6 separate regions of the Mus musculus genome follow, and all the other regions are linked to region 1. A link is a contact called in public Hi-C, HiCAR-type, HiChIP or PLAC-seq and promoter capture Hi-C data. All regions are on one chromosome and are shown on one strand. Each heading gives the region's core, a stretch centred on a gene start, on an enhancer-like site or on the middle of the called end of the contact. The rest is flanking DNA. Distances are from core to core; before and after follow the strand shown. Region 1 holds the start of Eef1e1 (eukaryotic translation elongation factor 1 epsilon 1). Region 2 holds the start of Tmem170b (transmembrane protein 170B). Region 3 holds the start of Smim13 (small integral membrane protein 13). Region 4 holds the start of Lyrm4 (LYR motif containing 4). Region 5 holds the start of Gcnt2 (glucosaminyl (N-acetyl) transferase 2, I-branching enzyme). Region 6 has its middle 3.3 kb from the start of Mir5124a.

Evidence for each region. Promoter capture Hi-C pulls out the DNA fragments that hold promoters and counts their contacts. A called contact is a pair of places that touch in the nucleus more often than the background predicts. HiCAR-type assays count read pairs that join an accessible place to other places. HiChIP or PLAC-seq counts read pairs in DNA pulled down with a chosen protein or histone mark.
Region 2: a contact with region 1 is called in a HiCAR-type map of astrocytes, with 3 times the contacts expected there. The contact joins the promoter of Tmem170b here to the promoter of Eef1e1 in region 1. A contact is called at or near these places in 3 of 39 promoter capture datasets (the 3T3-L1 cell line, hippocampal neurons and liver) and 1 of 115 datasets of contacts at active chromatin or transcription factors (astrocytes).
Region 3: a contact with region 1 is called in a promoter capture Hi-C map of hippocampal neurons, with 5 times the contacts expected there. The contact joins the promoter of Smim13 here to the promoter of Eef1e1 in region 1. A contact is called at or near these places in 4 of 39 promoter capture datasets (the 3T3-L1 cell line, cranial neural crest, hippocampal neurons and 1 more), 1 of 484 Hi-C or Micro-C datasets (B cells), 2 of 115 datasets of contacts at active chromatin or transcription factors (embryonic forebrain and embryonic stem cells) and 2 of 9 other capture datasets (embryonic stem cells and liver).
Region 4: a Hi-C map of CD8 T cells shows a contact between it and region 1, with 5 times the contacts expected there. The contact joins the promoter of Lyrm4 here to the promoter of Eef1e1 in region 1. A contact is called at or near these places in 3 of 39 promoter capture datasets (liver and pre-B cells), 3 of 484 Hi-C or Micro-C datasets (CD4 T cells and CD8 T cells) and 1 of 9 other capture datasets (liver).
Region 5: a contact with region 1 is called in an H3K27ac HiChIP or PLAC-seq map of embryonic stem cells, with 3 times the contacts expected there. The contact joins the promoter of Gcnt2 here to the promoter of Eef1e1 in region 1. A contact is called at or near these places in 4 of 39 promoter capture datasets (the HPC-7 cell line, cranial neural crest, liver and 1 more), 3 of 115 datasets of contacts at active chromatin or transcription factors (acute myeloid leukemia, astrocytes and embryonic stem cells) and 1 of 9 other capture datasets (embryonic stem cells).
Region 6: an H3K27ac HiChIP or PLAC-seq map of acute myeloid leukemia shows a contact between it and region 1, with 11 times the contacts expected there. The contact joins the enhancer-like site here to the promoter of Eef1e1 in region 1. A contact is called at or near these places in 6 of 39 promoter capture datasets (the 3T3-L1 cell line, cranial neural crest, embryonic stem cells and 2 more) and 3 of 115 datasets of contacts at active chromatin or transcription factors (acute myeloid leukemia and embryonic stem cells).

The regions. Positions count from the first base shown.
Region 1 is chr13:38,657,531-38,660,580 of GRCm38.p6, forward strand. Eef1e1 (eukaryotic translation elongation factor 1 epsilon 1) reads right to left here and starts at 1,498. Exons shown (of 4, transcript NM_025380.2): 1 at 1,377-1,498. The coding sequence starts at 1,463.
Region 2 is chr13:41,604,366-41,607,415 of GRCm38.p6, forward strand. It overlaps Tmem170b (transmembrane protein 170B), which reads left to right and starts at 1,517. Exons shown (of 3, transcript NM_001163572.2): 1 at 1,517-1,947. The coding sequence starts at 1,851. It overlaps Gm32184 (a long non-coding RNA gene), which reads right to left and starts at 1,711. Exons shown (of 3, transcript XR_382252.4): 1 at 1,194-1,711.
Region 3 is chr13:41,248,397-41,251,446 of GRCm38.p6, forward strand. It overlaps Smim13 (small integral membrane protein 13), which reads left to right and starts at 1,448. Exons shown (of 2, transcript NM_001135577.2): 1 at 1,448-1,918. The coding sequence starts at 1,843.
Region 4 is chr13:36,115,756-36,118,805 of GRCm38.p6, forward strand. It overlaps Lyrm4 (LYR motif containing 4), which reads right to left and starts at 1,602. Exons shown (of 3, transcript NM_201358.2): 1 at 1,320-1,602. The coding sequence starts at 1,405. It overlaps Fars2 (phenylalanine-tRNA synthetase 2 (mitochondrial)), which reads left to right and starts at 1,888. Exons shown (of 7, transcript NM_024274.3): 1 at 1,888-2,250.
Region 5 is chr13:40,885,282-40,888,331 of GRCm38.p6, forward strand. It overlaps Gcnt2 (glucosaminyl (N-acetyl) transferase 2, I-branching enzyme), which reads left to right and starts at 1,477. Exons shown (of 3, transcript NM_008105.3): 1 at 1,477-3,004. The coding sequence starts at 2,086.
Region 6 is chr13:40,867,593-40,870,642 of GRCm38.p6, forward strand. It overlaps a transcript of Gcnt2 not described here. Among named protein-coding and RNA genes, the nearest start is that of Mir5124a, 3.3 kb to the left of the region's middle. Within about 2 kb of position 1,594, at least 134 of the 459 cell types and tissues checked have an H3K27ac peak or open chromatin away from gene starts, as enhancers often do. A contact at or near this core is called in acute myeloid leukemia and embryonic stem cells, where this site is marked.

The sequences.
Region 1 (3,050 bases), core at 248-2,747:
CCCCAAGTCCTGATGTGAGCTACTTCTAGCGGGTGGATAAGTAGTAGTTTCCTCATGTACTGATGTACCATAATCTAATGGACCTTGCTCCTACAGTTGGATCCTTAGACTGTTCCTTGTCATTATTATTGGGAATCTCGCTGAGCACATCGTAACTGCTGGTGTACTGTGGTTAGTTTTCAACTAAGGAAACACGGTGATTTCATCTCTAGTCTTTGGTCTGTACTCACAGAAAACCAGAAACTTTCAACTGGGACTCACTGTGAAACGTTTCCATTACACAAGGCACTAAAACCCAACTCTGAACTTCAAACTGAACTTGGTCTAAGACTGAACTTGGGTTTATTCTGTATTGCACTACTCTGTTTTGGGTGGCTTACTGGACCCAAACTTACATAGTAATTCACTGGTTTTCTACATCCTTCCAAGTCTAATCTCTTGAACACCAGCTTCTCACTGAAGCTTAAATCCCACCTCCTCTGTGGCACTGTGCCACTGTCCTCAATGTATTCCTCCCCTGTCGCTTGTCCTATTGGGCCCTTAATTGCTGGTGACTGTCCCTCATGCCTTGAAAGCAAGACTGTCTCTCATGTCTCGGCAAAGCCAAAAAAGAGGGTGTGCAAAGGAAACTGGGCTGAGGACAGAGCACATCACCTCTGGGGAGGATGGCCTTCGCAGCCTACGGCAGGCAAGTCATTTAACCTTTCCAGGTGCCACATTAAGTTACTGTGAACCCCACAATACCGCTACGATTTAGACATTAAAGGAAAAAACAAAACAAAACAAAACCTTTGGGCCCAAACAGGAACAAGCCATCTAGATCTGGAATCCCGTTCAAGGCACACTCTATGGTTTCCCACTACCATTCTTCCTCTAGTACCATCTTTCTACGGCAAATGATGAGTTACAAAGGACTCACTTTCTACACCCTAAGAAATCAGGATTCTTCTATCTCACCAAGCATTCCACTGCCCCACACCCGGAATCTTCCTCAATTCTCTGCACAATGCACATCCAAGCGGGTGTGTCGCCAGAATGAGCAGGGTCCTATTCCGTGTTCCCTCCGCCAGGCGGCTTCCAGGAATCTGTACCGCTCGCCCGGCCAGCCGCTGGAAAGGCGGTCGCTGAATGAAAGGACCAGGCACGGCTAACGGCCGCCTACAGGGATCTGAACCCCTGACTCTGCCCAGGCCTCCGCGAACTGGCTTTCTGCTCCCCGAGGGGAGGACGGTGACATTTGCCTGGAGGTCCAGACCGAGCCACGCGGCCCGCCCCGCACGCACGTGGGGAGCGGAGTCCATTCCGATGCCCCGGCCGGGTCGCGTAGGCTCCGGGTCACCCCGCCGCCCTGCTGCTTTCCTACCGCTGCGCCTCACCTGCCGCTCGCCCTGAGCACTGTACTTATTCCCCGGCTTCAGTCCCAGACTCTTCTCCAGCAGCCTCAACTCCGCGGCCGCCGCCATCTTCTGGCCCAGCTCCTAGGGAGGCGGGGCCTGCACAGCTAGGACCTTGATTGAGCAGGAAGTCCGGCCCCACAGATGTCTCCCACGATTGGCTGGGAGGACGGCAAGCGCGCCTGCGCGAAAGGGGCGGAGTCAGCTCAAGGCAGGGGGCGGTTCGTAATTAAGGGCGGGGCCAACCACATTCGGAGTCCGGTGGATTGCTCACAGTAGGCAGAGGAGAGCACGGAGTGTAGACAGTTTCACAGAAGAATGTATCCGAATCTTAGTTTTGTTTTCTGAGACAGGGTTTCTCTGTATAGCCCTGACTAACCTGGAACTCACTCTGTAGACCAGGCTAGCCTCGAACTCAGAAATTCGCCTGCCTCTGCCTCCCAAATGCTGGGATTAAAGGCATGCACCACCACTGCCTGGCTGAATGTATCCGAATCTTAAAGATTGAATCATTCATTACAATGCTTATAAAACTATTGTAGATCAGAAGAATAATTTAGATTATTTGTTTTATAAATATAAAGCATTGATTCCCAAACTCGTCAAATAGTTCTCCAAATAAGAAAATTATAGAACAATCTTAAATTAAAATAAGGATAAGGGCCAGTGACCTAGCAAGGGAACTTGAGATCTGTGGTTGTTTGAACGAAAATAAGCCCCCAACCGGGCGTGGTGGTGCACGCCTTTAATCCCAGCACTCGGGAGGCAGAGGCAGGGGCAGGCAGATTTCTGAGTTCGAGGCCAGCCTGGTCTACAAAGTGAGTTCCAGGACAGCCAGGGATACACAGAGAATCCCTGTCTCGAACCCCTCCTCTCCCCCCCCCCCAAAAGAAAGAAAATGAGCCTCCATATGCTCACCGGGAGTGTCACTATTGGCGTGACCTCGTTGGAGTAGGTGTGGCCTTGTTAGAGAAAATGTGGCAGTGGGGGTGGGCTTTGAGGTTTCAGATCCTAGTGGCATTCTTTTTTTTTTTTTTTCCTTGCCTCCTGCTGATCCAGATATAAAACTCTTGGCTCCTTCAGCATCATGTCTGCCTGCCTGGGGCCATGAGACTCACTGTAATGATAATGGACTAAATTTCTGAACCCGTAAGGCAGCCCTAACTAAATGTTTTTCTTTATAAAAGTTAATAGTAACTCATGGTGTCTCTTTACAACAATAGAAACTCTAACTGAGACAAGTTGAATCCTTATGTGGTGGTTTGAATAAAAATGGTGATTATAGGCAAATGAACAGTGACCAAGACAGAAGCTGGTACCAGGAACCAAGATGTTGCTGTGACAGGCTTGATTATTCTGTTTGTTGGGGTGTAGTCTCCCCTCCCCCAGCCTGAAACCTGCTTGTTCAGGGGTGGAGCTTCCTGCTCATTCGTTCTGCCACGCCCACTGCTAGAACCTGCGGAGGTGCACCTTTCTACTGGACCAGAGATTATTCGTCGGGAGTTGGGTCCCCTCCCCCTTCCTTTATAACTAGTGTCGCAACAATAAAATTTGAGCTTTGATCAGAATGAATTTGTCTTAGCTCCGTTTCTTCTTTCGCCCCGTCTAGATTCCTCTCTTACAGCTCGAGTGGCCTTCTCAGTCGAACCGTTCATG
Region 2 (3,050 bases), core at 267-2,766, 2.9 Mb after region 1:
GCTATATCTGTCAGTGAATGTGCTCATGTTACCTAATAATGTTAAATCCCTTCGCAGCACCATGAGGTTAACTTCCCATTCTGAACTTTAATTCAGACTAGAAAGATAGGACATATACTATGGCTGCCAGGAAGAATTTAAAAAAATAGGAGAAGAAGAAGAAGAAGAAGAAGAAGAAGAAGAAGAAGAAGAAGAACAACAACAACAACAACAACAACAAAGAAAGAAATGAAGCCCCTTCTTTATCTAAAATGAATTTGATGTTAAACTCATTTATGTCTGATAGTCTATACTCCTGAATTGACATTTAATTCAGCCATTGAACCCTACACCATAGTAGGTTTTAGTACGGTTCCTCTTAATGACGCCCAAACTTTTTTCTATATTGTGGGAGCAAAACAAAAACATGCATAAATATAAACCTGCATATACATTATTGTCATTTTTAAGGTGCTCACCAAAAGCAACAATATTTAGGCAATTCGAATCTTCAGTTACTGGGCAAAAACACTTGATTGGCTTAGCTATTCTTTCTTCACTTCCTTCTGTAAACTTTAGCAGCAGAGTATTTGGAAAAAGATGGAATTGGGCGAGGGGGATGGGGTGAGGAGCACTAACGTTTTTTATGCAAACACGATTTTTTTTTTTTTAATTTCAAGTTAAAAGGTTTCAAACATCAAGGAAGACTGTAACTAGCATAACTGGAGTTAAGATGCTTCTGAGGCTGACCTTGGATTTGAAGGACAGGGAGACGAAGCTGAGTTAGTTTAAGTGCTGGGGAGATTCACAATTTTAGATGAAAAGAGTCCTATCTGGAAGAAGCGCTAGAGCCAGCCTTGGCCAGGAGGATTCATTCGGACACCTACGGGGCCCTGCGTCAATAAGTGGTTTCAGATCCTGCAGCTAAGGGGAGTTCGTATTTTACTGCTGGCCGGCCAGAAGACTGGCTGAAATGACAAAGAGGATCTATTTCTGTTTTAGTAGATTTAGCAAAGGGAGGGGCGTATCCAGGTCACTGGACGCACTCTCAGACAACCCTACAAATGAAATCTTGAGCATTTACACCTTTGCAAAAAGTTGCTCGCAGACGCCCTCACGGAGAGGGAAGGATCTGGAGCAGCGAAGCGCAGGCTCCAAAAATCCTGGCAGCTCCCGGGACCTATACACAGCTCTCTCATCCCCGCCCAGCTCACCGGTTTCAGGTTTCCGGGGGCGCGCAGTCAGGAGGGGGCGAGGGGCTTGGAGTCTGTTCCCTCGGAGCAGCCAATGAGCGGCGAGACCCAGCGGTGGCGCCAGTGACGTAGGTGGCGCTCCCTCCGCCCCACTGCGGGCGGACGCTGGGAGCCGACGACAGCCTGAGCTCCCGGGTGCCTAGGGCGGCGCGCGCGCGCGCGCGAGGAGCGGGGGGGAGGCAGTGCGCGTGCGCAGCCGCTCACCCCCGGGGAGGCGGGGCCGAGGAGCGGACACGCGCATGCGCGCGCCCCGGGGCGGTCGCGGGCGGAGGGGGCGGCTCCTCGAGTGTTGGCTACCCAAAGGCCGAGCGGCAGGCGGGCGGCAGGTGCCGCGGCCGGGCGCCGCTGCCTCGTCGCGCGTCCCCGCGATGAGCCTCGTCTCGCGGCCTGCCCCTGCCGGCTGCCGCTCCGCGCGGGCCTCACGGCGTGACCCGGGCCTCGTGGCGTGGCGGGCCCCCGCGGCGCGACGCGGGCCCTGAGCGGGAGCGGCGGTCCCTCCCGCGGCCCCAGGCCTCGCCCGCCAGCGCTCCTCGATGTCTCCCCGGCGGGGAGGACGCTGCCTGCGACACCCGCCGAGCGGCGCCCCCCGGAGCGCCCCGCTGCCGCCCCGCGGGGACGATGAGGGCGGAGGGCGCCGACCACTCGATGATCAACCTGTCGGTGCAGCAGGTCCTGAGCCTCTGGGCCCATGGCACGGTGCTGAGGAACCTCACGGGTAATGCGCCGGGCGGAGGGAGCGGTGGGGGACCCACTCCACGGGTGTTCGGGGCGTCCGCAAACCCGGCCCGGTGCGGGCCGCTGGAGCACGCGCGAGTCGCGCCAGTGCCCCGACTGGATCACAGTTCATGTTTCTGTCATTAACCCCCCCCCCCCCCCCCGCCTTTCCCCGTGCGCGCGCGCACGCACATACACCGCTTCTTGCAGTTTCGATCTTTTTTAGTCTTTCTTTCCTGGTTTAGCCCTTTTTCTTGCTGACAGATGTCAAACCAATTGCAGTACTCCTATTGCCTGCTCACCGTGATCACGGTGGACCGACCGTTCGTTCCTTTATTTGTTGAGAGAGAGAGAGAGATATGACTAAGTAGATAATAGCGGGGTCAGGGGCTGGACCAAGGTCTAGAGCAGTCGAAACAGTTGTCTTCTCTGCTATTTCCTTTTGTCTGGCTGTCTCCTGGCTTCAAGTTGCTGTATTTGTGAAATTGGAGAATTCTGTGTATTTCCCTTCATTAATCAATGTGATTGGGAATGGGGTTTAGCTACGTTATAGCATCAGGTTGTCAGAGTAAGCATTAGTACACATAATATGATTTCATATGCAGGTTTGCTTGTGAAGAAACTTCTGGTTTTCTCAGTGTGGAAGTGCTTAAACTCTTTTGAGTTCCGAGTTTTAAAAATAGCGTCTAAAGAGTAATATTGACTGGAAAGCAGTAGGGTCAACAGTTTGACTCCGGAGTAGCTGCTTTTGTGAAACCACAACCAAAACCCCAAACAAAAACTCAGTTCTTTAAAATGTCTTAACTCCAATTGAACGTTACTATTTCAAAATCTGTGTGATAGCAAATTAATAGTATGTAGTATACTTATAGGCAAAATCTGGCATGATACAGGGTTCATATGTTCAAGGAGAAAAATATAACGGCATTGCGTACCACCCAGATAAATTTTCAGGTTGCTTAATTCCTTACTTATGAAAACCACACCAGTAAAGGAGACCCTGGAGCCAGCAGAGGCGTCTTCTTAGTTGCATTTTTATAGTTCTGAAAAGTTAAATTTACATAAAGATCATCTCAAGATAGATCCCTTTATTTTACTTATGAC
Region 3 (3,050 bases), core at 198-2,697, 2.6 Mb after region 1:
ACACCCCCATGTTCGCCACAGTGCTTTACTTATTTTCATTGGGGATTTGCAATCCTTGCACACCCCTATTTATGTTATTGTCTGTATTGCCATGACTTTTTTTTAAAGATTTATTTATTATTATACATAAGTACACTCTAGCTGTCTTCTGACAGAAGAGGACATCGGATCTCATTACGGATGGTCATGAGCCATCATGTGGTTGCTAGGATTTGAACTCAGGACCTTCGGAAAGGGCAGTCAGTGCCATCTCACCAGCCCCTGCCATGGCTTTATCCTTGGCACCTCAAAGAAGTCCAGAGCACACAGAAGTGTTTGTTGTATGTGAATGAAAGAGAAGGTAAAAAGGTCTGGATTCTTCCTGATTTCTTTTGAACTAGATCTATTCAAATGTATTCCTTTCAACCAGATTGTAAATCAAACGTGCTCCGTTATGCAAGTGAGTTGGATCATCTGCTAAAAATGAATAAGTTGATTTCTAAATTTATTGCATCGAGCTCAACTCTCTCCACAGGAACTGTATATTAAATCTTGCGCAAAGCCAGTAATGCCTTGATGTATTTTTATGCTGCGTCTTAGCTGGAAAGCAGTTTACACAGTAGGGCATCTGGGAATGGCTAGCACAGAGTTGCAGTGGAAGGCGAAAGCCTTGATTTCTCAGGGAGGAAAGGGCTGATCACCTCTTGCGTTAACAGATGTGGCAGAACTGGGAGTTTTAATTTCAAATAGAAAAAAAGGACTTGAGATAAATACCTTGTTTTTCAGAAGTTAGTTCAAGCAAATGTGGCAAAACCTTTGGCTGTTGGCCAGATGTTGCTTGAATTAAAGGAGACAACAGAACGAAACTTGCTAAACAGGTAGGTGAATTAAGAGCACAGATGTCTCTAAGTCACTCACCAGTTACTTCTGAAGCGTACTATCTGTGAAAACACAACACAACATCTGTTGCTGGGGGAGGGGGAAGGCTTTCCAGATTCTGACGTCAGGGGACTTATTTCCTCACAAGTAACTAACCTTTGCCGGGAGCAATAGGTTGGGTTCAAGTACAACCTGTTTTTCAGGCAACAGCCATCCTCTTTTCCCTTTTGCTCACTAAAACCAATTTTGTATTTGAATTAACGGCTGAAATGTAACTGGCACCTCGGCAGGGAGACAGTCCGACGCACAGTCTTGAGAACAAGAATCAGCAGTCTCTAAGTTGGAGGTGGCGGCTCAAGAACACCAAAGGCACAGGGGACGGGAAAGGAGAGCAAGGAGAAGCCGGAGCAGCGTTGACTCCTGGGAGTGGTAGTTCGTTGCTGGGCGGAGACCTGGAGCTCTCGCCGATCTTTGCACTACATTACCCAGCAGGCCTCGCGCAGCGGCTGAGTCGCTGCGGAGTGGGTGCTTGGTGATGAGCTACCGCGGGGGAGGGGGCGGGGAGCGGAGGAGCAGCTGCAGCGGCCTCGGGGAGTGGTTGACATCTGGCGTCTCCGAGGGAGGAGGGGGACCTCGAGTGAGCTGCAGCCAGGGCCTGGCGTTCGCCGCGCCACCTCCAGATCACTCTTTCCCCGCCTCGACGTCCGCCATGGCAGCGCGTCCGTCCGTCGCCGGCCTCTCCGCTCGCCGTGGCTCCGGCTCCCCGGAGCGATGAGGAGGCGGTAGTGGCGTCCCAAGGCCCGCTCCACCAGCGACTCGGTCGCCCCGGCCGGGGGCAGGTCTGAGGGCCGGTCCCGTCGCGGCCCGCCCCCGCACCGCCAAGTTCCGCCCCCTGGGGGCGCTGCCCTCGGGCACCCGCGGTCCATGCCGCCCCGCCGCTCTGCCGCCCGCCGCTGAGCCCGCGCCCACCCCCCAGCTCTCAAAATGTGGCACAACGTGGGGCTGACCCTGCTGGTGTTCGTGGCCACGCTGCTGATCGTCCTGTTGCTGATGGTGTGCGGTGAGTGGGGGGTAACGCCGGGGGCGGTCGGGAAAGCTCGCGTGGACAAGTGTCCACGGTGATCACCTCGGTGGTCTCGGTGGCCACCGGGCTCCCAAGACCGAGTTTAGAGGAGTCATGCCTCTTGCTCAGGGCAGGTCGCCCGGGCATCACGAACCTTCAGGCTCAGCGAACCTTCAGGTCTGGCATCCTGACTCGAGGTAGAAGCACGTTTCTGCTTCCCCGGCAGGTTTGTCCTTGGTTGCCATAATGCCACAGCCTACCCAGATCTTTCACCGTGGCCTGTATTCGAAGGAGCAGTGATCGGTTTCATCTTTTTATTTGGATGTTCTGAACCTAGTGAGAGATTTCATCACCTTTTGGGTTTCCAGCGCACGTGAAGCTGTTTGTTTACTTCCAAGTTCAGGCTTTAACCAAATTCCCAGCCTACTTGATAATGGGCAGAGCCAAAAAAAAAAAAAAAAAAAAAAAAAAAAAAAAAAAACACCACTGGCGGTAATAAACTTCCAGGGTCAGGGAACCTTATCTTGGTTCTGCTGTCCTGGGGCTGTTTGGTCTGCTGCTGTGTACTTCTCTTCCCAGGAGGGAAGGAACGTTAAACTGTTCTCATGGCGTGTTTTCCATCCCTCTTAATTCGTTATGCACATAGCTGATAACCACAGGTCTCAGCCAGGAGACTGAACAATTGTGAGAGTTTGGAGAGTATTTCAAATAAATGACAGTAAGCACTGGTATTTAGAAGACCAAGTATGGGTTTGAAGTGATGGAGTATTGGGTTAAAATTTTATAAATACTGTAAAGCTTATTCTTACATAGTTAATGCTCAGTCCAGTAGCTATATTTGGAAAGATATGCACTTACATATTTAGACACCTATATGTGTATTTAAATTTTGTCAGTAATGCTGACTGAACCGAAGGCTTCACATATGCTCAGCACATGTTGAACTACATACAGAGCTAGTCCCAACTCTAACATTTTTGGCTAATTCTAGTGGTTCTAGATCTAAAGAATCCTTTTTAAAATCGGGGTCTCACTACGTAGCCTTGGCTGGCCTGGAGTTCACCATGTAGACCAGGCTGTTCTTGAACTCATGGAGGTCCAACTGCCTCAGCCTTCCAAACCCTAGGAT
Region 4 (3,050 bases), core at 352-2,851, 2.5 Mb before region 1:
CTGGGAAAGTTGGTGCATCTGTTCACAGACTAAAGTAGTGCATAGCCGGACGGGTAGCTCAATCCCTAGAGAAGGGTGCACCTAGAACCAGGTCTGTTTCAGGAGTTAACTGCCAAGACACCCAGCCCATGCCTGGGCAGCTGTGAAGGACAGCTTGTTAAGTACTTGAAAGACTTGGGAAATAAATGAAAATAAGCAAACTGTCTGGAGAAAATGAGCTGGTTTCATCAGATTCTTATTCTTAGATTCAATCTCAAAGGATTCAGGTAATTAATCAATAAGACACCAAATATCAGAAAAACCCTAAAACTCTACAGAAATGTTGGGTCAGAAGTTTCAAAGAAGCAGAAACTGTGAAGGTGGAGGTTCTGAGGTAGAGTTTTGTGTGTGTGTGTGTGTGTGTGTTGTTTTGGTTTTTTTGAGACTGGGTTTCTCTGTGTAGTTCATGGTGGCCTCGATTTCAGCGCTCTGGCTGCCTGTGCCTTCCCAGTGCTGGGGTTAAAGGTGTGCACCACTACCATGTGGCAAGGAAGTATAAGGGACTCATACAAGTAGGGGAATAGGCCAAGCAAGGAAAGAAATGGGGCAGAGTTAAAAATGTAAGTTTTAGTGCATTTAAGTGAGGTGCACGCATAGTAACTCATTAACATACATTTTATAACTTAAAATAAATTTAAGTTTTAAATGTTTTTGAAGAATTGATGCTCCTGTCCTCTTGTTATAGGTCCTAGACTCTAGGATCTAGCAGTAAGATTTCAGTTTGGCGAGGCTGGATAAACTAAGAATTCAGTTTTTAAAGGCTTAGCAACTCATTTTACCTTTAACATGAATATGTAGCCCCTCTCCACCATCCTTTAGTAAGAACGTATCTGATACTTGGAACCAACGTCACGAATTAAAACACTAGTGAAATGAAAGGGGGCCCTAGAGCAAGCCTTCAGTTTTGTGTCCACGTGGTCTAGACTGCCTGCTTCCACTCTTGTAATCTCAAGGCAAGATATAGGTATGCCCTAAGTTTCCTTGTCCTAGCTTCTCACTGGTAGCTTCGCGTTCATCACTTTGTACCGCAGAAACAGGACACTGTTTAATGGTCCTAAAGCCCCTATGTGGGTGTCAGTTCAGGGAAGGTATCCCAGCATTTGAAGGGCAAGTCCTTGGCTCCTCCCCTCCAGGGCTCTGAGGGTCACACCTGGGGGTGGACAGTTGCACGTGCGCGTCATGGGAGTGGAGCCTGTCACTTTCACAGGTTGTGGCCGCCTGATCCGCGACCCCCGCAGACAGAGCTGGGCACCCGATTCCCGGCCCTCCCCCCGGGTCACCTGTAATTGTAGGCGCTGAAATGCTTGCTCTCTCTCATCATCGCCCGGTACAGATCTAAAACTTGTGCGCGGCTGGAGGCTGCCATGTTGAAAATAAACAAAAACAAACAAACCAAAAAACACCCTAACAACAAAACCAAACAGGTCCTTCTTCGTAGAAGCCCCAAGTTTAACTGAACCCAAATGTCAAACGATGCAAAAAAAAAAAAAAAAAAAAAAAAGCACGCTGGAAGGCAGGAGAAGAGAGGCTCCGCCTGGCTCGCGCGCGGCCTGGCTCGCGTCCTGCGCGAGAGGTGGCGCCGCAGGCAGGGCGGCGGGCAGCTAAGGGGTGGCGCCCGTGTCCTGGAGGCTCCGCGTTCCTCACAGGCTCCTCGGGCGGCAGGAGGCCGAGCCGTCCAGCCCCAGGCTCGCTCCTCGGGAGGACAGTCGCGGGCTCGAACACCAGGGCTCAAAGCCTCCTCCGCCTTTCGAACCGCCCGGGGGCGTGGCCGAGATCCCGGTGTCTCCTGACACCACGCCCCCTACACCTGCCTAGGCCCCGTTGCCTGGGTTACGAGCCGCGCTCCCCAGCCCTGCCCCTGCCCGGCTCGGCTGTCTTTGGCGCTGCCTGACCTGCTGTGCACGAAAACGAGGGTGACTTTGCTTTGGATCCGTCTGGTTGGCAGCCTGAGTTTATCAGTGTCATCGTGACTGGGGGACGCAGCGCCAGTGGTGCGGAGGTAACTAGCTGGCGACTTCCTGGCGCACCGGCTTGTCTTTGGGCGAGCGGCTCAAGGGACCTAGGGCCCTGGCCTCTTCCCGTCAAGATGGCGGCGCCCAGCGCGCCCAGCGTCTCGGTAGCCAGAGGTTAAGCTCAGTGACGGCGGAGTGAGTGTGTGGCCGCTTTGCGGACTTCGAAACGCCCGCGTTTGGTTTCCCCGGCGTACGCTGGGTGAGTGCTGGCCTTGCTGCAGAGTAGAGGTGTCAGGTCGCCGACTGTTATGCACTTTGCATTCGGCTGTGACTTCCATTTCCGGGATCTTCACTAAGGGGCTACACTATTTTTTGTTTGTTTACTATTTTTTCTTTCTTTTCTTTTCTGTTTTTTTTTTTTTTTCTTTCCTGTTTTTGAGACGGGGTCTCGTTTTGTAGTCCAGACTGCCCTTGAGCTCCTGGTCACAGATTTCCCGGTGCTGGGATTAAAAGTGTGGGATGCACTACTGTTTTTGTTAAGAGCACGGTTTTGTAGTGCGTAAACATAAATAAACAAACAAGCACATAAATAAATTAGATGTCATGATTAATAAGGGAACCCTTAGGACTTTAGGGGATTTCCTAGACATCATTTCAGACCCAAGGCAAAAAGAGGGTTTTTCTCAGCTTTTAGCTATCACGGACCAGCTTACTAAAGTACTTAAGTTTTTGGGTTGTTCCTTGATCTTAGGACTGTGCGAAGAGAAGCTTCGAATAATTCTGGTTCTTGTGTTTGGAACTCACTCGTTAGTTTTGGAATATTGTTTTATATTAAGATGGTGCAACAAGCCACTACCTGCAAATTCTCTGTCCCTAAATACAGCAAAGAGTCATTTTAACGATAAGACGGAAGTCAATTTACCATGCCTTATCATTTGTTTTGGTGTATCAAGCTTTCATTCTCTATTCGAAACAATCTGTGTTTTTCTGGATCACATGTTTGCAACTTGTTGTCCTTGAATCTAAGTATACCTACTCGTCTTGATGTAGTGGCAATCA
Region 5 (3,050 bases), core at 227-2,726, 2.2 Mb after region 1:
GATAGCTGGTTTTGCAAAACATTCTCCTAGAGGGATTTGTAATCTTGGAACTGGGAGTTGGGGAAATTGGTCCAAGGGCAGGCAAAAGAGAAACAATAGCTACATTTTTGAACCTGTGAACAGCATCATTGGCAGTTCTGGATTGAATTCAGAAGCATTCTGAAAATTCTTATTTTGGGCAGTATCTGTATATCGTAATAAAGTAATGTCATTAGTGTTTCTCCACCTCCCCTCCCGAGTCTGCACAAATCTGAACCTCCGTGCTATTGGCCAGTTGGAAAGGGTAATGTAAACAGATTCAGTTACCATAATTAAGTTATGTATCTGTGTACCGAATGCTTTGTCAGGCTGCAACTATTTCAGTATTCATTCTAAGCCGAGGGCATTGCCAAAATGAAATTACTGATGACAAAATTACCCTCTGTTGTTAAGACACAGCAGATGTAATAACCTAATATTTAACAGTGTTATTTTTGAAAAAAAAAAAGATGAAGACAGAGATAGAACTGTCCTTTGCCCTACACCAAAGAAGATAACTTGAAGGAGAGTGAACCACTTTACAAAATGGCTGCATTTTCTTTCACAACTGACCTAAAGGCCCAGGGGAGGGTTTCTCAGAATATTTGTTTGATGCAGGTGCAGGAAGAGGATTAGTAAGAGGAAAGAAAAATAATATATAAACAGGAAAAACAAAACATGTAAATAAAATCTGGACGAATGAAACTGTAGCTCAGGACATGGCATGCCATTGGGCTGGAGTCTGGGCGCTTGGAATCTCAAGTTCCTACTTGGAAGGACTCTGCATGCTGTGCTAGTCTAGACTGCAGAAGGAAGACTGGGCACCGAAGGGCACTCTTTCTTCACAGGCTGGAATGCAAACTCATTTCCCATTGCAAGTCAACCCACAAGGTACAGACTCTCACTTGAGAAATGCAGACAACTAGCAAAGGAAAATGGAAAGGCAGCCCCCAGTCCAAAGGACACTGCTTAAAACTGCATCTAAATGTAGGTGGTGGAAAGCTGGGTTGTGAGTGTGTAGATCCTGAAAACCCAGCTCTTGGGAGGTAGGGGCTGGAGGATAGTTCCAGGTCAGAATGGATTGCCTGAGACCCTGTTTTGTTTTGTTTTGTTTCGACTATAAAGTCAAGAGTATAGGAGAGCTCCCGAGTGGTCTCTGGGTGCTTAAACCCTTAAGGTTCTTGGTTGAGATGTAGATCTGAACGTCCTTCGCGGCCAGGATTCAACTCTTTTCTGTGAAGTCTTCAGGTCTCATCCAAATTAGACCGTACAGTTCACTACCTGTACATTCTGTAACACCAGGGCAGAGGCCAGAGTACGAGGAGAGGGGGGTTTAAGTCAAAGTCACTCCCCCCCCATCCCCCCCACCTCTGCCCGGTCAGATCCCTTAGGACCGGAACTCCTCCTCCTGGGAGCTCATGTTTTGGAAACTGGTGGGGTGGGGCCAGAAAACATTACAATGGAGCTGGGATGGAGGAGGTGTGCTTTTATTTCAGATTGTGTCATTCGAGTAGAGTCTCCCGAAACAGCCACTAACAGAACCGAGGCTCTTTTAGATCCCCTGGGTTGTTAGCCTGGCACACTGGGGAGAGTAGGTAACACAGCAGAAGAGAGAGGCAGTGGAGGAAGGCAGGAAACCCTTCACACGCCTAGCCCGGCTCATCCCATCCACTTTGGGGTTTGCCGTGCCGATTGTAACAAGAGGAAAGAGCTAGCAGAAACCCCCGAAGGAAAGGAACGAAAGGGGAGGTGAGAAACTCAATTGAAAAAGAGGTAGCAGGGAGAGTAAAAGTCAGCAGATGCAAACTGGGAGGCCAGAGGAGGAGGAAAAGGCTGGGCTTCGGCAACCTGCTGCTAGGATTTAGACAAAGGAGGTTTGAGAGAGGCGGGATCAGATTCTAATATCTGCTCCAGGAGAGAGCTCGCTGCTGGGCTCCGGGAGACAAAACAGCCGCAATTCACACTGACTGGAGCATGTACCACAGCGAGAGCTCCCAGGAAAAAGTAAGTCCGAGAAGGGATTGGCCAAGCTTGACGGACTCTGACATCGGAGACCCTCTTTGAGGCATGCCTCCGTCCGTGCGTTACTTCTTCATAGTGTCTGTGACTACTGTCATCGTTTTTATTGTGCTCTACGTGTTAAGTTTTGGAGGAGATCAAAGCTACCAGAAGCTGAACATCTCAGACTCGGTGATGCTGGCTCAAGTGTGCTCATCTTTCATCGACGGGAAAAGCCGGTTCCTGTGGAGAAACAAACTAATGATTCACGAGAAGCCTTCTTGCACAGAATATGTGACCCAAAGCCACTATATCACTGCCCCTTTATCTCAGGAAGAGGTCGATTTTCCTTTGGCGTATGTCATGGTCATCCATCACAATTTTGACACCTTTGCAAGGCTCTTCAGGGCAATCTTCATGCCTCAAAATATCTACTGTGTTCACGTGGATGAAAAGGCAACAGCTGAATTCAAAGGTGCCGTGGAACAGTTAGTGAGCTGCTTCCCCAATGCCTTTCTGGCTTCTAAGATGGAGCCGGTGGTCTATGGTGGAATCTCCCGGCTCCAGGCTGACCTGAACTGCATCAAAGACCTGTCCACCTCCGAGGTCCCCTGGAAGTACGCCATCAACACCTGTGGACAAGACTTCCCCCTGAAAACCAACAAGGAGATAGTTCAGTACCTGAAAGGGCTTAAGGGGAAGAACCTCACTCCCGGGGTGCTGCCTCCAGCCCACGCCATTGGAAGGACCAGGTACGTCCACCGGGAACACCTAAGCAAAGAGCTTTCCTACGTGATCAGAACCACGGCTCTGAAGCCCCCACCTCCCCACAACCTCACCATTTATTTTGGCTCTGCCTATGTCGCCCTGTCGAGAGAGTTTGCTAACTTTGTTCTCCGTGACCCACGGGCGGTTGATTTGCTCCATTGGTCCAAAGATACTTTCAGTCCCGATGAGCATTTCTGGGTGACGCTCAATAGGATTCCAGGTATGTGAGAGTTCATGGTTCATGCAAAGGAGAGGCCCACAGACCT
Region 6 (3,050 bases), core at 344-2,843, 2.2 Mb after region 1:
AAAGTAGAAGAAGAAGGAGGAGGAGGAGGAGGAGGAGGAGGAGGAGGAGGAGGAGGAGGGAGAAGAAAAGGGAGGAAAGGAGGAAGGAAGAAGAAGAAGAAGAAGAAGAAGAAGAAGAAGAAGAAGAAGAAGAAAGAGAAAGAAAGAAAGAAAGAAAGAAAAAAGAAAGAAAGAAAGAAAGAAAGAAAGAAAGAAAGAAAGAAAGAAAGAAAGAAAGAAAGTAGGTAGGCTGGAAGACCGAACAACATGGCTTAGTGGGGAAAGGCACACACCACCAAACCTGTTGACCTGAGTTCAATTCCCAGGATCCACCTATATAGACATACTAAATGGATTAATTTTTTTACAAAAAATTAACTTAAAAAAATACATGGAAGAAAAGGAAGAAACTGAGAGTTAGGGACCAGAGCCACTGCTGCCAATTGAAATGCATTTTAGACTTTATGAGGACTATGGAGTGGGTTCCATAGACAACCTACACATCTGCTTACTCTGTCCAGTTAGATGGTACTTATTGGTGGCATATCATCACTACCACCACCACCACCATCATCACCACCACCACTGTTGTACTGCTGAAAGTGACACACAGTTCTCACACATGCCAGGCAACTGCTCTACCACTGAGCTACACAATAACAATGGCTTAAAGCCTGCCTCTACCATTAAGAGTCTGTTGATCTTCAAGCAAGATACTTAGTTTCTCTGAGCTTAATCCCTTTCTCAGATTCTGAGGATGAAATATCTCTTTGTAAGGCTGATAGAAGAAGGGTTAAACAGTATCCAAACTGACCCTGGCCGGTTGTAGGAACTCATTTGATGCTAAGAGAGAAAGGGGGGCAGACATGGATTTTTTTTCTCTTTTCTCTTTCTTCTTCATTGTTGTTTAGTTTTTATTGTTGTTTTGTTTTGTTTTGTTTTGTTTTGTTTTGTTTTGTTTTGTTGAGGCAGGGTTTCTCTGTGTGGCTCTGGCTGTTCAAGAACTTGTTCGGTAAACCTGTCTGGCCTCTAACTCAAGAGATCTGCCTACCCCTGCCTCCAGAATACCGGGATTAAAGGCGTGGGCCACCACGGCCTGGCAAGCATGGATTTCTTACTGTTGGCTCTTGAGAGTTTCATATTGCTATTCGAAAACTTCTTGGTAAGATTAAGGAAAAAACAATGCGCACACATGTTTGGTATGGAGGCGTTAGGTTAAGTTCGTGATTAGGAAGGGGAATGTGGTCACTGGGGTGACACAGGCGTCTGGTCTTGGTTTTTTGTTTTTGTTTTGTTTTTTTCTCTCCAGGAGTAGCAAGCACTTTGGGAGCTGGGCAAAGCCTCTCTCTGCTTCCCAGAGACAAACTCTTACCCGTTTGCCACACCCTTGTTCATTCGGTTCTCCCTTTAAGGAATGCTCTTTATCTTTGCTGTTCATTCCAACCAGCTGCCCTTGAAAGTCAGCCAGAGTCACCTCTCCATTCCTTTCTCTGTTCCCAGAACCAGCCCCCGCCCCGCCCCGCCCTGCCTCGCCCCCTCGCCTCCTTGTGCCGCCTCCCCCCTCCTCTTGACACCTCCATTCCATTGTGTAAATCTATCTCAGTTCCTCCTACAATAGGTTCCTGTGTGGCCTGCCCACACCGGATGTGAGGGCCGTAAACTGAATGGCTGCGACCACACTTCTACACTTTGTTCTAACCTCCTCAGCCCGACCGGTACCAAAAGCTTGTGGAATGAGGAACATGATTAGGGTGGAGGAGATCCATCACTCCTCTGGGCAGGCTTGCTTTGCAGCCCAAACAATTCAACTAATCTCAGGTGGAAACCAGGCAACAGCAGAGAAACAGCCTCCTGGCCTTTCCTTCTTAGTACTCCCTAGAGTCTAGGGCCCACACGGTACGGTACAATCATATAAACACCTTACACTGCTTTTACACTGTATTAGGTATTTAAAATCGTCTGGAACTGGTTTAAAGTCTGCAAAGGATGTTTAGGCTCTGGGTGGGTTACTATGCCAAGGTATAGAAGGGATCTGAGAATCTGCTGACTCTGGTAACTACAAGAGGGATGCAGAGCTCCACGGGCACCCAGAGACAATTGAACTGTTACTTTCATCTTAGAAATATTGTCTACAGACGTATTTTTTTCCCTTTTTTTTGTTTTGTTTTGTTTTGTTTTTTCTTTTCTTTTTTTTTTTTTTTTCAAGACAGGGTTTCTCTGTATAGTCCTGGCTGTCCTGGAACTCACTTTGTAGACCAGGCTGGCCTCGAACTCAGAAATCCACCTGCCTCTGCCTCCCAAGTGTGCGCCACCACTGCCCAGCTTTTTCCCTTTTCTTGCAGAAAGTTTATCTAATGGATTTTTCAGTTCTGGCCCAAGTGGGTTTTTTGTTTGTTTGTTTGTTTTTTGTTTTGTTTTGTTTTGTTTTGTTTTTTAAATAGGAATGAGTCCTATCTTCCCATGCCCTCGCCCCCCACGGGCTTCTTCTAAGGGTGTGCCCTTTGCTACCTGTGTGATACCATTCAGAAAACACTCCTGGGAGTGTGGGTGACCCATGGGACTTCTCAGTCATCATCAGACCGCTCAGGGCAAACGACCCTCTTCATGGATCTGAAGAGTGAAGTTATGTGCTTTTCGTTCCTGTCTAGGAAAGTGGGGAGGATGGGGAAAAAAAAAAAAAAAGCATTGCTGGAATTTGCCTGAGTGATTTTGGCCCTGTGAGGGAGGCTTCGATTTAAAATATCCAGAAAATGTAGTCCAAGTGGGTAGTTTGGCTCCAACTTGAAATCCTGAGTAACTGCTGTTCCCAGAGAAACCACTCTGCCAGCTCTACACTTAGTCCTTCTTTGCTTTGGAAAAAAAGGGCAATTATTATTATTATAATTATTACTATTATTATTAGAATTATTAACTATTCTGTACTGAGAACTGAGCCCAAATGAGCTTGTCCCCTCCACCCCTCCCCATCTCCCCACCCCCACCCCCCACCCAACTCCTCACTCTTTACTGCTCCTCCCTGCAGGGCAGTGGTTTAGGGCTCCCTTAGATACAAGGATTTTCTGCCTCTGTGA